2 separate regions of the Mus musculus genome follow, and region 1 is linked to region 2. The links are chromatin contacts, called in public HiChIP or PLAC-seq maps. All regions are on one chromosome and are shown on one strand. The core of a region is the stretch at or near the end of the contact, and the rest is flanking DNA. Distances in the headings are between cores, read along the strand shown. Region 1 overlaps Gm32425 (a long non-coding RNA gene). Region 2 has its middle 79 kb from the start of Gm24911.

The links. HiChIP or PLAC-seq counts read pairs in DNA pulled down with a chosen protein or histone mark.
Region 1: an H3K27ac HiChIP or PLAC-seq map of embryonic stem cells shows a contact between it and region 2, with 259 times the contacts expected there. The contact joins two enhancer-like sites. A contact is called at or near these places in 3 of 115 datasets of contacts at active chromatin or transcription factors (all in embryonic stem cells) and 2 of 9 other capture datasets (adipose tissue and liver).

The regions. Positions count from the first base shown.
Region 1 is chr6:82,687,090-82,690,969 of GRCm38.p6, reverse strand. The region is part of intron 1 of Gm32425 (a long non-coding RNA gene); the gene reads right to left. Among named protein-coding and RNA genes, the nearest start is that of Gm32425, 9.4 kb to the right of the region's middle. Within about 2 kb of position 2,014, at least 21 of the 459 cell types and tissues checked have an H3K27ac peak or open chromatin away from gene starts, as enhancers often do. A contact at or near this core is called in embryonic stem cells, where this site is marked.
Region 2 is chr6:67,881,138-67,885,096 of GRCm38.p6, reverse strand. It overlaps Igk and the pseudogene Gm9729. Among named protein-coding and RNA genes, the nearest start is that of Gm24911, 79 kb to the right of the region's middle. Within about 2 kb of position 2,211, at least 5 of the 459 cell types and tissues checked have an H3K27ac peak or open chromatin away from gene starts, as enhancers often do. A contact at or near this core is called in embryonic stem cells, where this site is marked.

The DNA of each region.
Region 1 (3,880 bases), core at 765-3,264, about 15 Mb before region 2:
TGTTTTACCTGCATGTATATACGTGTACTACACATGTGCCTGATGTCCACAGAGGTCAGAAGAGGGTTTCAGATCCCTAGCCCTGGAGTTACAGTCGTGGGCCACCAGGTGGGTGCTGGGAATTGAACCTAAGTCTTCTGGAAGAGCAGTCCGTGTTCTTTACTGCAGCTGAAAAGAAGTTAGATCACTGCAGGTGTGCCTTTGAAGGAGGATATCGGGACCCTGCCCCCTCCTATTTCTCTCTGCTTCATGGCTGCCCAGATATGAACAGACATCCTCTGTCATGTACCATTGACATGATGAACTATCTGCTGTGTCTCAAAGCAACAAGACTAAGAGTCCTTTGACTGAAACCTTTGAAACTGTGACCCACAATAAAATTTCCTTTTTAAAGTTGATTGCCAGTGATCTTTTATCATAGTAAAGGTAGCTTGCTGTGGTGGTTTGAATGTGTTTGCCCCAGGGCAAGTGGCACTATTAGAAGGTGTGGCCTTTATTGGAGGAGATGTGGCCTTTTAGAGGAAGTGTGCCACTGTGGAGTTGGGACTTTGAGGTCTCATACATATGCTCAAGTCTGGTCAGTGGGATCAGAGTCTCCTCCTGGACACCTTTGGTTCACCATGTAGAGTTCTCAGTTCCTTGTCCAGCACCATGTTTGCCTGCACACTGCCATGCTTCCCACCATGATGATAATGGATTTGAACCTTTGAAACTGTAAGCCAGTTCCAACTAAATGTTTGCCTTTATAAGAGTTGCCTTGATCATGGTGTTTCTTTGTAGCAATAAAACGCTATCTAAGATACTAATAGTCCACCATTTAAAAACAGATGCTAGTCTCAAGTTTGTACCTTACACACGGCAGTAAAGCCCTAGTTCAGTCTCCTGTCACACCCTTCTAATTGGATTTGTGTAGCATCCTTTCTGGTCTGACTATTTTGAGGGTGGACCCTCTAGAGTCTCTAAGGTGGTGGTTTAATTAGTTTTCCTTTGAAGCATAGGGTGGATAGATGGATTTTATCTCTTATTGAGTAAGGACTGTGAGATCTGAAATGGAGTGGTTTTTAGGACCTTGACCTTTGGGTTCATCTGACTGAGGGGGCTCAGCAGCTGAGTTGCTGTCAGTTTGTCCTATTTTAGATGGCCCTATGCACTAACTAATTGTGGTTAAGATTGGCAAAAACTCATGGGAGGGCGTTTTACCCTCTCGGGTATCTTTGTTTTTGATAAGAGAATCGACTCTGATCCATGAGTCTGGGCTATAAATATTATCATTGGCCATACATGGTGCTATCTGAAGGACTTCCTCCCAAAATAAGGAGGCTTGGGTTTTTTTTTTTTTTTTTTTTTTTTTGTCTATCTTTATCCCTCTGTGTTTTAGTAGGGCACATATTTCCCTGAGCTGGGGTGGTTTTTTTTTATATGATGGTGAGTTTCACATGGTAGAAAAGATGAAAAACGCTTGTCCAATGGGAATGTTCCCTTGGCCTATTGGTCCAAATGCTAAGCCTTTCTGCAGATTTAAGAACTGGCAGCCACCCTGTGGCTCTTAATTGGCTGCTGCATTACCAGGTTTTCTTTGTTTTAAGGAGAAGTTAAGAGTCTTTGCCAACGCCATTGGATTTAGACAGAGGCCAGAGGAACCTTCGGCCAACACCAGAGAGTAGCTCTGGCCAGAAGGCTTCAGTTGTCCCTTTAGCTTGTCTAAATCCATGTGATCACCTTCCCGGAGTATTAGTTCTGTGTGGTCGTTTTGTTCACTCTTGCCCCACTTTGGTCTCCAGATGTGGGCCTAAGTACCAGAAGTTTTCCACGGAGACCCCTCTCCAAGCAAGGTGGGAAGGCCACAGCAAGGGAAGTGAGTGGAGGCAGGGAGACAGACGAAGCCTCTGCCATGCCTTCTGGGTTGCTCAGTAACTCTGAGCCTGGGTCTGTGAAAAGCCTACAATCCAGTGAGGAATGCAGCAGAACTCAGGCACAGCTCTTCGGGAGAGATCTCTTCCCAAGTGTTACAGCTCTTGGAACAAAAGGGTCAGACAAAGGAATAGTTCTCACATTCCTTTAATTCCCTGCATGGCTCTCCTATACACAGTTCTGGCAGTGATTTAGAGTTTGACAGCAAGCCCCTCTCATTGGCTTGGGCTGAGAGTTTGGGGGAAACCTTATTTGCATGTGAGAGGGCTTCGTGCTGTTCTTAAGTGGCTGATAGCCACGCCTCTCTGGTGGGGGTTGTGGAGGAGGGTCCAGGAGCCATGAGAGAACTTCCATCCCATGTAAGTGAATTGTCACTACCGGGTCCCGGGGTTCAAGATCTAGCCTCGACTGGAAACCAGGCTGTCTGTACATAGCCCATTGCCCCACATTCAAGAATAAGGTTTAGGCCCAGGCCCACATCACTCCTTTCTTTAGGCCCAGGCTGCTTCAAGAGTCAGGCTGCTTCATGAGTCAGGCATAGGCTTGCATGTCTTGCATTGGGCCCAGGCCTCTTTAAATTTCAGGGATAGTCTCAGGCCCACATCACTTCTTGCTTTGGACACGCCTCTTCAAGCCTCATGGATAGGCCCAGGCCCTCATCACTTCTTGCATAAGGGCCCAGGCCCTCATCTTTTTTGCTTTTGGTCCGGTCCTCTTCAATGTTCAGGAATAAGCCTGGGCACACATCACTTCTTTCTTTAGGCCCAGGCCTCTTCAAAGTTCAGGGAGAGGCCCAGGCCCACATAACTTCTTGCTTTTGTCCCAAGGCTCTTCAAGGCTCAGGCCCACATCACTTTTTGCTTAGTGCCCAGGCCTCTTCAACGGTCAGGGATAGGACCAGGCCCACATCACTTCTTTCTTTATGCCAGGGCCTCTTCAAAGCTCGGTATATACCCAGGCTCTTTCACTTCTACCTTTTGTCCCGGGCCTCTTCAAACGTCAGGGATAGTCCCAGGCCCACATCACTCTTTGCTTTTGGCCCGGACCACTTCAAGGGTCACAGGCCCAGGCCCACAACAAATTTGCTTTTGGCAAGGGTGTTTTCAAGGATCAGGAATAGGCCCAGGCCAATATCACTCCTTGCTTTTAGTCTCAGGTCTCTTCAATGTTCAGGAATAGGCCTGGGCACATATTTCTTTCTTTAGGCCCGGGCTGCTTCAAGGGTTAGGCGTAGGCCCAGGCCCTCTTCAAATTTCAGGGATGGGCCCAGGCCTCTTCATATTTCAGGGATAGGCCCAGGCCTACATCACTTCTTGCTTTTGGCCCGGGTGTCTTCTAGGATCAGTGATGAGCAAGGCCTACATCACTTTTTACTTTTGGCCCGGGCCTCTTCAAGGGTCAGGCACAGGAACAGGCCCTCTTCACTTGTTGTATTGGACCCAGGCCTCTTTCAATTTCAAGGATAGGTCCAGGTACACATCACTTATTTCTTTTGGCCCAGGCCCTCATTTTTTTTTTAGTTTCTGTCCGGGATTCTTCAATGTTCAGGAGTAGTCCTGGGCACATATCACTTCTTTCTTTAGGACCGGGCCTTTTCAAGGGTCAGGCATAGACCCTGGCACATGTCACTTTTTTTCTTTAGACCCTGGCTTCTTCAAACTTCAGGGATAGGCCCAGGAACCCATTACTTCTTGCTTTAGGTCTGGGCCTCTTCAAGGGTCAGGGATAGTCCAATGCCCACATTACTTATTCCTTTTGTCCCAAGGCTCTTCAAGGGTCAGGCATAGGCCCAGGCCCTCTTCACTTCTTGTGTTGGGCACAGGCCTCGTTAAATATCACGGATAGGCCCAGGCCCACATCACTTCTTTCTTTAGGCCCAGTCCTCTTCAAACTCCAGGAATAGGCCCAGGCCCCCATCACTTCTTGCTTTTGTCCAGGGCCTCTTCAAGGGTTAGGGTTAGGCCCAGGC
Region 2 (3,959 bases), core at 962-3,461:
CGCCCCCTGGTGGCTCGAGTAACCACCAATCTTCTATGGAGAGATATTTTACAAACCTTAGAAGTGGTTCTTACCACACAACCAGAAAGAGAAGGGGCAAAGTGTCCACACTTTGGTCTTCGTTCTTCTTGAGTTTCATCCACTTAGCAAATTGTATCTTATATCTTGGGTATTCTAAGTTTCTGGGCTAATATCCACTTATCAGTGGGGACATATCATTTGAGTTCTTTTGTGATTGGGTTACCTCACTCAGGATAATGCCCTCCAGGTCCAGCCATTTGCCTAGGAATTTCATAAATTCATTCTTTTTAATAGCTGAGTAGTACTCCATTTTGTAAATGTACCACATTTTTTGTATCCATTCCTCTGTTGAGGGGCATCTGGGTTCTTTCCAGCTTCTGGCTATTATAAATAAGGCTGCTATGAACACAGTGGAGCATGTTTCTTTCTTACTAGTTGGAACATCTTCTGGATATATGCCCAGAAGAGGTATTGTGGGATCCTCCGGTAGTACCATGTCCAATTTTCTGAGGAACCGCCAGACTGATTTCCAGAGTGGTTGTACAAGCTTGCAATCCCACCAACAATGGAGGAGTGTTCCTCTTTCTCCACATCCTCGCCAGCATCTGCTATCACCTGAATTTTTGATCTTAGCCATTCTGACTGGAGTGAAGTGGAACCTCAGTGTTGTTTTGATTTGCATTTCCCTGATGATTAAGGATGCTGAACATTTTTTCAGGTGTTTCTCAGCCATTCGGTATTCCTCAGGTGAGAATTCTTTGTTTAGCTCTGATCCCCATTTTTTAATGAGGTTATTTGATTTTCTGGAGTCCACCTTCTTGAGTTCTTTATATATTGGATATTAGTCCTCTATCTGATTTACGATAGGCAAAGATCCTTTCCCAATCTGTTGGCGGCCTTTGTGTCTTATTGACTGTGTCGTTTGCCTTACAGAAGCTTTGCAGTTTCTTGAGGTCCCATTTGTCAATCCTCGATCTTACAGCACAGGCCATTGCTGTTCTATTCAGGAATTTTTCCCCTGTGCCCATATCTTCGAGGCTTTTCCCCATTTTCTCCTCTATAAGTTTCAATGTCTCTGGTTTATGTGAAGTTCCTTGATCCACTTAGATTTGACCTTAGAACAAGGAGATAGGAATGGATCGATACGCATTCTTCTATATGATAACAACCAGTTGTGCCAGCACCATTTGTTGAAAATGCTGTCTTTTTTTTCACTGGATAGTTTTAGCTCCCTTGTTGAAGATCAATGACCATAGGTGTGTGGGTTCATTTCTGGGTCTTCAATTATATTCCATTGGTCTACTTGTCTGTTGCTATACCAGTACCATGCCGTTTTTATCACAATTGCTCTGTAGTAAAGCTTTAGGTCAGGCATTGTGATTTCACCAGAGGTGCTTTTATCCTTGAGAAGACTTTTTGCTATCCCAGGTTTTTTGCTTTTCCAGATGAATTTGGAGATTACTTTTACCATGTATCCTGGCCTGCCATCGAGGTTGGAATGAGAGCTAAAACAGCTTTACTTAGAACGAGTTCTGAAAGGAGATGTGCAAAATCTTTCAAAATTTAAGATCCGAATTGAAGACCCACCCTACAGGAAGCACAAGGTGTTCTTGGGTGGAGCAGTCCTAGCAGACATTATGAAAGACAAAGACAACTTTTGGATGACCAGACAAGAGTGCCAAGAAAAGTGTGTCCGTGTCCTGGAGAAACTCGGTGTAACTGTTCGATAAAATGGCAGGCTTGTCCCCATCATGCCTCTAATGCTTTTTCTTTTTCCCTTTTAAATTTTTTTTTTCTTTATTGCCAATCTTTGAAGTCATTCAACTCCAGGACTAAAAGAAACTCTCTGTCCCTTTTGACAGAAAGGTCAAGTTTTTCTATGTCTTGGGGAATCATTGCTAAATTCTTGTTAATATGGGTAAATCTGGTTGTTTAAGGCTACCAATTCTTTGCAGACATTACCAGGGCAAGGGGTTGCTGCTGCTCTGTTTCTTTCTTTGTAGGCATTTAGAACTTCTTGTAGGCTTCCATTTTTGCTTTCTTGCTCTAATGCTGCTAGCTTTAGTTTTAGCACAGTAGGTGGTATGTCTTTATTAGCATAAGAAAAAACTTTCACAGGAGCTTTTACATATGCTGGGTGGGGGTGGTAAGGGGTGAGTGGGCAGCCTGACCCCAGGAGGGCCTTTCCTCTGCAGTGTTAGCTGTCAGCAGGTCACTGCTGCTACTTTTGAAGTACCCTGAAGTGTCTCCTAGTAACATCTTAGGGAAATATTAAGCTCACAACTAAGGTGTTTGGGCTAGAGTTTTATGTGATGGAACAAATGGGTGGTCTTTCTGTTGTGACTTTTGAGGTCTTCTGCTCTGGGTACAAAAGATGCATGAACCTCATTTACAGTACTCCTACTTGGTAGTTTTCTTCTTTCAGTCTGCCTGGAACTGTTCCTATATGACAGGAAAAAAGCAAGCCTAGTGTTTTATTACCATCTGTCAGCTGGGAGTATATTTCCTATACTATATCAGTGAAAAAGTAACATTTTAAAGGAAATGCTTTTTCTAGGTTAAATTACAGATAGAAAATCGCTCAAGGGCCGGCATTTTCTAATGCTGTTGTTTTTCCTGGAAGCACTAAGGTAATGAACCAACCAAGTTCCATTCTTGAAAGTTGTAGTTTTATGTTCCTGATCAGTGCTTCTCGACCTGAGCTACTGTACAGAGAAGTAATTCATGGCTGTGGGTTAATTATAATTGTTGTATTAACAGTCACATTGGGACTTGGTGCCAGTTGTTTTGTTTTTTCATGAGGCTTGGGACTAAAATTTTAGCAACAACAACCATAATAGAAAGTTTACCAGTAGTCAACCATGTCTGTACAGTTATGGAGGCTACTTCCCAGCCCTCTTTGGTTCTTGCAGGAAGAGTGTTTGCAGACCTGTCAGGAAACCCTACTTATGTGTCCTGTTGGTATTGTTTGTCAGCTCAGAAAGAATCAGGTGGTACCCAAGTGCGGGGTCTTTCTAACATTGAAAAATGAATTGAGAAGCTGTATCACAGAAAATACAAAATGATGATTCTGAGAGAAATATTTTCCTTCATTTCAAATGTTTTTTACTAATGATGAATTTGAAAGAATGGCTTTTTTTCCTTTTTTCTTTCTTTTTGGATGCTTAAAATCAGAATTTTTAATGGATTTTTAAAAAGATAACTTTAAAATTAGTTTATATGAAATCAGCAGCAAAAGGAAGTTTGTCTTAATAATGCAGCTTCTGTGATGTTAAGTATTTTTGCCTGTTTTACCTCAATTTGAACAAATAGGAGAAGTCTGTGTGCATGCTGGACATGCTCAGTACACACGATGAAAGAGTAAAACGTAAAAACAAAATTCTAGGCCCTTAGGCCCAGGCTTGGGAATGTGGCTTTTGTGACTCAATGCTTGAAAGTATGCTAATCATAAAACAGATAGCGACATTCCTCCACCCACCCGCTTCCTGGGTTCAAAGAGTGTTCATTCAAAGAAAGTCACCCTGACCATTACCGGAACCTGCAATGCAAATGTGCTATTGTTAGGGGCTCTTAGAAACTGTCTTGAGAGTTAACAATTACCAGGTATTCCTTGTGACACTTGTGACTTTGTACTTCCTTGTGACTCTTAACTGGTATCTTTGGTATATTTTTTCCAACAACGCCCTCCCCACTTTCTTGAGTTGTGGTTTCTTCCTTTAAATACCCCCTTATCCAGCTACTCGGGGGGCCGAGGTCCTCTAACCCTGTGTGGTGTATGACTGTGGGCCTGAGAGTGCTCTTGAATAAAAATCCTCTTGCAGTTTGCAGCAAGACCGTTTCTTGTGGGTGATTTTGGGGCGTCACCTCTCCTGAGTCAGAACGTGGGGAAGTCCTCACGTTGTGGGTCTTTCAATGACAGCCTGCCGGTGTGGTGCCAG